Linked DNA regions of Cricetulus griseus: region 2 is linked to region 1. Evidence: chromatin contacts called from public Hi-C data. All regions are on one chromosome and are shown on one strand. The core of a region is the stretch at or near the end of the contact, and the rest is flanking DNA. Distances in the headings are between cores, read along the strand shown. Region 1 holds the start of Ext1 (exostosin glycosyltransferase 1). Region 2 overlaps Ext1 (exostosin glycosyltransferase 1).

Region 1 (3,492 bases), core at 279-2,778:
ACACAGCCGGCTGGGGTTTTCAATAGCCCGAGGGAGGCCTGGATGTGTCTGCTCCCAGCTCAGACACTCCCACAATAAACAATCACTAAACAGCTCTGCTGCCCTAGGCAACTGCTTGTCCAGCTTGGTCAGGCTCCCAGGCTAGGGTGGGAAGGGTGCTCAGGCTCTGAGGCCAAGTGATGCTCAGGAGTTTAGCACACCTTTGGGGGCACTGGCGCTTCCTTTAGAAGACCGGTTTATCAGAATCATCCAAATAAGTTCACCCCGGATGACAGGCTTGGGGAAGGGTCGTCAATGGAAGCAAGGTCAACCGAAGCCAGGGACAATCATGGCACATTTATTGTAAATAATAATAATTATTATTTTTTTTGCTTCAAAGGTCCCCTTCTATAGCTAGGGCAGGTGACATCTTAAAAACACCACCCCAAGAATAACAGCCCAAATGGGGGCAAAGTGAAATGGTCTCTCTTCAGCCATTAGGTCCCTCCGGGCCAGTGAAGAGAACAGGTGGAAGGGAGGGACTCAGGACCGAAGTGGGGACAGAGCAGAAAGAAAGGCTCAGGAGGTGTCTTCTCAAGCTCCCAAGCACGGGTGGAGAAGTGCAACGATTCCACCGGACTGTGACAATTCCTCTTTCTGGTCGAGGATGGGTGTCTCCGCCGGGAAGACCCAAGAACGGGTGGGTTAGACACAGGGGAATCAGGAAGATCGTGTCAATGTACAAAATACAAACCAAAACAAACCAACACTGGGCCTCAGCGGGTGTCAACGCGGGAGAGAAACCTCCCGGCCCGGCGCTCGCTTTCCACCAAGTCCCCACCCCCTTCCTCCTGGCTTCTCCATTTTCAGGCATCCTCCACCAGGTCCTCTCAGCCTCCGGGCGGGGGAGGCGTCCCCGGCTCGTGGGGACCCCGGGCATCCCGAGCCGCAGGCTGCCCGGGCGTGTCCCCATCCCTGCGCCCTCGCCTTGGGGGGTGGGATGGGGGTGGATGGTGTGGACCAGCCTGGTCCAGATGGCAGCCGGCGATGGGCGACGCCCGGGAGATCGGCTCGCCCCGGCGCCCGCCCGCCCGCTCGCCCGGAGGCTCCAGGGGGTCCCGCGGCCGCGCGCCGGCGCCTCTGCCGGCTCGCCGCCGCCGGGGGGTTATGAATGGGCGCAGCGGAAGCCCCGCCCCACCCGGACGTGACGCCCGGCCAATGGCAGCGCGGGCTGCGTGGATGGATGAGGTCAGCGCTGTCGTGTCGGGAATGGAATGTGTAAGTGTAACATTCAGAACCGGGTAACATTCGGCGACCGAACGCGGCGGTCGGCAGCGCTAGCGCGGGGGCCCTGCGAAGCCACGCTCCGGGCCGGCACTGCCCGCGGGGAGGACGCACCGCTGCCGCCGCTGCCGCTGCCGCCACCACCGCCGCCGCCGCCTCCTCCGCCGATCGGCGCAGCCTCGTGCAGTGCAGCCGGCCGGGCCGCCGCGCGCCCGGGGAGCCGGCCCCGCGGCGGGCGAGCGAGCGAGCGGGGGGCGGGCGAGCCGGCGAGCGCAGGAGTAAACAGCGGCGGAGTGAGTGTGCGAGCCGCTGCAGAAGGGAAAAAAGAAAGAGCCATGCAGGGATTCGTGAGGTTACGGCGCCCCAGCTGCAAGATGCACTAGCCGGCTGAAGCCGGGGCGGGCTGACTTGTTGGAACCGCGGTGCTCGGCCACCGGAGCGTGTGCAGGAGGAGTTGAAGAGTTGCTCTCTCCCCCCCGGGCTCGTTCTCCTGACGCCGCCGAGAGAGGAATCGGAGCGGCGAGGCAAGCCAGGCACTCGGTCATTGCCATTGATTGGGTATCGGGAGCTTTTGGCTGGTTTTTTTTTTTTCTTTCTTTCTTTCTTTCTTCTTCTTCTCTCCTTCGCCGCTCGCTTTCTTTCCCTCCGTCTTGTTGCATGCAAGCAAGCAAGCAAGCAAGCAAGCAAATCGCCGGCCGCTGCTCGCTCGCCCGCCCGCCCTGGCTGCGAGACCTCCCGCCCGGCTCCCTCCCGTGCATTGTGCAGCCCGAAGATGAAAGACCGGAGGGGAGAAAGTTAAAGAAATCGCCCACATGCGCTGGATCAGTCCACGGCTTGGGGAAAGGCATCCAGAGAAGGTGGGAGCGGAGAGTTTGGAGTCTTTACAGGCGGGAAGATGGCGGACTGGAGCTCAAAGTGTTGATTGGGAAACTTGGGTGATTCTTGTGTTTATTTCCAATCCTCTTGACCCAGGCAGGACACATGCAGGCCAAAAAACGCTATTTCATCCTGCTCTCTGCTGGCTCTTGTCTCGCCCTTTTGTTTTATTTCGGAGGCGTGCAGTTTAGGGCATCGAGGAGCCACAGCCGGAGAGAGGAGCACAGTGGTCGGAATGGCTTGCACCAGCCCAGTCCGGATCATTTCTGGCCCCGCTTCGCGGACGCTCTGCACCCCTTCTTTCCTTGGGATCAGTTGGAAAACGAGGATTCCGGCGTGCACGTTTCCCCCCGGCAGAAGCGAGACGCCAACTCCAGCGTCTACAAAGGCAAGAAGTGCCGCATGGAGTCTTGCTTCGACTTCGCCCTTTGCAAGAAAAACGGCTTCAAAGTCTACGTGTACCCGCAGCAGAAAGGGGAGAAAATCGCCGAAAGTTACCAAAACATTCTAGCGGCCATCGAGGGCTCCAGGTTCTACACCTCGGACCCCAGCCAGGCGTGCCTCTTTGTCCTGAGTCTGGATACTTTAGACAGAGACCAGTTATCACCTCAGTATGTGCACAATTTGAGATCCAAAGTGCAGAGTCTCCACTTATGGAACAATGGTAGGAATCATTTAATTTTTAATTTATATTCCGGCACTTGGCCTGACTACACCGAGGACGTGGGGTTTGACATCGGCCAGGCGATGCTGGCCAAAGCCAGCATCAGTACTGAAAACTTCCGACCCAACTTTGATGTTTCTATTCCCCTCTTTTCTAAGGATCATCCCAGGACAGGAGGGGAGAGGGGCTTTTTGAAATTTAACACCATCCCTCCTCTCAGGAAGTACATGCTGGTATTCAAGGGGAAGAGGTACCTGACAGGGATAGGGTCAGACACCAGGAATGCCTTATATCATGTCCATAACGGGGAGGACGTCCTTCTCCTCACCACCTGCAAACACGGCAAAGACTGGCAAAAGCACAAGGACTCTCGCTGTGACAGAGACAACACGGAGTATGAGAAGTAAGTGGGGGCTGCCGCCCTTGGTGGCTCAGCCCTGGGCCCTGGATGCCTGAGTCCAGGGTGGGGGATGCCGGGGTGGAGGAGAAGGAGGAGGAGGAGGAGGAGGAGCCCTCAGAGCTGTGGCTTCCTGCTTGCCTGGGACCAAGCAGCCAGGTTTCAGGCTTAGAGAGCGAGTCTGAGCTCCTCAGGCAAACTCTCTCCAGTACTCTCTCCAGTCCAGTAGGTGATACTTTGAAAACCATTCAGGACCAGTGTGTCTTCCGTGCATTGTGGGGTTCTGATCCAA
Region 2 (3,492 bases), core at 366-2,865, 61 kb after region 1:
TAGGGATCAGATGTGGGTCTTCACGCTTGCAAGGCATGAAGTGATTTACCCACTGAGCACCCCACCACCACCTTAGGAGGTCATCTTAGTCCTAGTTATCTTCACTGTTCCTGTCTGTCTTGAAATGTTGGAAAATGGTATGAGGTGCTACGATTTACATGTAACCTTAATGCACAGTGACACTGAAAAGGCAAAGAACCACAGAGTCGAATTCATGGGTTACCGTCAAAGCATGCCCATGTGTACCTATAGTTTTCCAGAAATACGCAGTATTGTAATCCCTTTCCCCAGGGCCACTGGCAAGGCGGTTTCCGACTTCAGGATGTGGTTGCATTTTATGCAGGGATGTATAGCAGAATCATAGCGCAGCCACGTGGAGAGTGATACTGGAAGACACAGTATATTGTCAGGAGTAATTTAGAGCACGATTGACCCTACTGATGCTGTTAGTGTAGTGTTTCTAGCTGACTGGGTTTACCCGCAGCTACTGGGCAACACTGTGCTTAGGAGGCATTGTGGGAGAAGCTCACGGATTAGTTAGTAAGTTAGCACTATAAAATTAGGAAATCAGCTTGGCATTAGCCAACACAGAAAACACCTTCATAATGTCCGAATGCCACCCATCCCTGTGATTTCTCTGCCCAATCAGCTGTTATTCTTTAGTGACATTTTTTTTTTTTTTTAAAGCTGGTGTTATTCAGGTCTTGTTTCTCATAGGGGTAGCAGTTCTTCACAGGATAGGAACCAAAGCTGTGATGACTCTAAAGGGAAATGGGGGGGTGGGGCCCGCTGGCAAGTAATTCAGTGGATGAAAGCCCTTGTGGCCAAGCTTGGTGACTTGAGTCTGAACCCCCGGAGCTTAGTCTACATCGTGGAAAGAGAGCTAACTTCAGAAAGCTGCCCTCTGACCTCTAGACGTGTGCTGTATGCACCCATCACACCATGAGTGCACACAGAGTAAATAGAATGTGTAAAGAGCAAGTTTCAGATTGCATCTAGTATGTGAGCTGAGTTCTCTGACCTCCACACATGCACTGTAGCATGCTCTCTCTCTCTCTCTCTCTCTCTCTCTCTCTCTCTCTCTCTCTCTCTCTCTCTCACACACACACACACACACACACACACACACACACACACACACACTAGAATGTTTAAAAAAAACCAAGTTTGAGATTGAATGCTAATATCTAAACTGAGTGAGTTTTAATTAAACTGTCACTCACTTTGTGTAGATGGATTAACTTTCACTGGCATTGTTAATATGCTAATAGCCAGGTAGGCGGGGTTCTGCTGTTTTTAACCCATGTGGTGTTCTAGAAAGAATCATCATAACAGAGTGATGTCCCTTGTTTGTTTGTTTGTTTGTTGTACCCACTATTGTGTTTTTATAACGTAATTTCTTTCAAGTGTATCACCTACTTTGAGTGGTGAAGTTGTGAGTGGCTCTATGACATAGAATTTACCTCCTTTTCATTCTCCAATTTAATTCTTAGGGCAGTTATCATCTCTCTTTCATTTCCTCAACCCCAAATTCACCTAAATAGCATTGATGAGTAATGAGAGGTGAACTATGACTTCTTGGCTGCTACATGCCATTGGAATTCAGTCACACTCATTCAGTTACATACATGTCATGTCTGGTGGCTGCAATGGCAGAGTTAGTCATTGCATTGGGCCCTGTAAAGTCTAGGATGTTTCCTCTCTGGCTCTTCGCAGGCAAGCAAGCTTGCTGAACCTGTGTGTTGAGGCACATGTTGGGAAGAAACATGAGCCACATGAAGAGGACACAACCTTTCAAGTTAGGCAGTAGGGCGTCAGGCCTCAGTTTCCTGAAAGGTAAAACTTATCCCATCCCCGAGGGTTTGGCTGAGGATGAATTGGGATAGTGAGTGCAAGTGTACCAACTACCAGTACCTCAGAAACAAATGGTGTTTGTGCCTTCGTCTTTGCAGTGGTTACTGGTACTTCTGGCTTTATGTCACCTGTTCAAATAGAAGTCAGCCCGCAAACAGAAACCAAAACAAAACCACACACACACACACGCACACACACACCCACGCACGCACGCACGCACACACGCACTCAGGCACGCACGCACACACTCAGGCACGCACGTGCATCTTTCCATCAAATTGGTGGCATTCGGCACTCAGGGCTTTTTGCTGAGGTGAATCTCCCTGTAGAATCTCTTCTGTAAATCAAGAGCATCCCAGGCGATAGCTGGCTGGTGAAGCAGAGCCATGGCTGCTTGGTTAGAGTATGGTCGAGTAAAGCTCTTGGCTGTTCCCCCGTGTCCCCCTTTTCCATGCTTCTTGTTAAGCCGAGGTGCTTGCAGCAACCGGAGACACCCCCCCTTCTTTCCAATGAAGTTACACATGTGTTTTCCCGTTCAGACCTGGCAGCCTCATAGGGAGCGCTGCCCAGGCAGGGTGACAAGCATGGACATTTCTTGGCCTCCTCCTCCTCTCTTGTGCTGTCTGCTTTCCATGTATTATTGTTAGCCACCTCGAGACCTTCACCAAGGTCTGTTTTGGGTGGTGGGGTTGTTGTGTGAGTGTACTGCTTACTGTTGTCCAATGTTACTTTCTCCTGTTTATAGAAAAAAAAAATCTGCTTGTGTCAGCCTCACCTAGGTTACTAGTATAGACGTAGCTAAGAAACCCAGGGTGATGCGGGTGCCATGTGCTCCTGCGTGTGAATTTTGTAGAACATTAATGAATGGTGTGTCCCCTGGGCTTTCTTTTACCTTTGTTTTGTCGCTGTTAAACACTCTTGTGTTTTAAAAGTAGTATTGCCATGTGACCTGGTGGGTCTGAGAGATCTGCTTATAAATGATTGAAGGTGTTGCTCCCACCCTTTTATACCTTGGGATGTCTGTTGAGGGAGGAAGAGCGGGATCTTGTTATTGGCTTCCGATGATAGTCTGGAGTGTTTTTTTTTTTTTTTTTTTTTTTTTTTTAATAGATTGTGTTTGGCCGCCAATGTGGTGCTTGGGTGTGATTAATTTGTGCAGCTTGCCATTGGATAAATAATTTTCTTTCCTTGGATCCTTGTTCAGAAGGGATTAGCCAAGTGAACTGGGAAAGATGCCTTTGTAGGAGGGCTTGGGCTGTTTGTGATAATCACTGAGCAATCCAGTGGCTGATTGAATTCAACTCTTACAGAGCTATCTGACTCATTGGCTCTTAATGCCTCTAAAAGTCTTCAACGGTGTTTTTAATCTCAGTGAGGTGGATATAGTTCAGAATTTACCATTTCCTCGGGGATCTAGTGCTGGGCATTCACAGAGAATACGATATGAAGTGAGTTTCACATAGGCGGCTTTTCTGATCTTATTCTGTCTTTCTTCCAGTGTGGAACAAATGCATTGAAAGGTTAATCTCAATTTAGCTCTTTTGGAAATGGAGAGTTAAAGCACAAGAAAAACAAAACAATTAAAACAAAACATCAAGGGAAAAACAAAAAAACAACAAAACCCAGAGAATTAGGATC

What was found. Hi-C and Micro-C count contacts between places; a contact is called where the count stands out from the background.
Region 2: a Hi-C map of liver shows a contact between it and region 1, with 2.6 times the contacts expected there. The contact joins the enhancer-like site here to the promoter of Ext1 in region 1. A contact is called at or near these places in 2 of 8 Hi-C or Micro-C datasets (the CHO-K1 cell line and liver).

What each region holds. Positions count from the first base shown.
Region 1 is chr10:1,907,355-1,910,846 of CriGri-PICRH-1.0, forward strand. Ext1 (exostosin glycosyltransferase 1) reads left to right here and starts at 1,529. Exons shown (of 11, transcript NM_001246767.1): 1 at 1,529-3,206. The coding sequence starts at 2,245.
Region 2 is chr10:1,968,461-1,971,952 of CriGri-PICRH-1.0, forward strand. The region is part of intron 1 of Ext1 (exostosin glycosyltransferase 1); the gene reads left to right. Among named protein-coding and RNA genes, the nearest start is that of Ext1, 61 kb to the left of the region's middle. Within about 2 kb of position 1,616, at least 2 of the 6 cell types and tissues checked have open chromatin away from gene starts, as enhancers often do. A contact at or near this core is called in the CHO-K1 cell line, where this site is marked.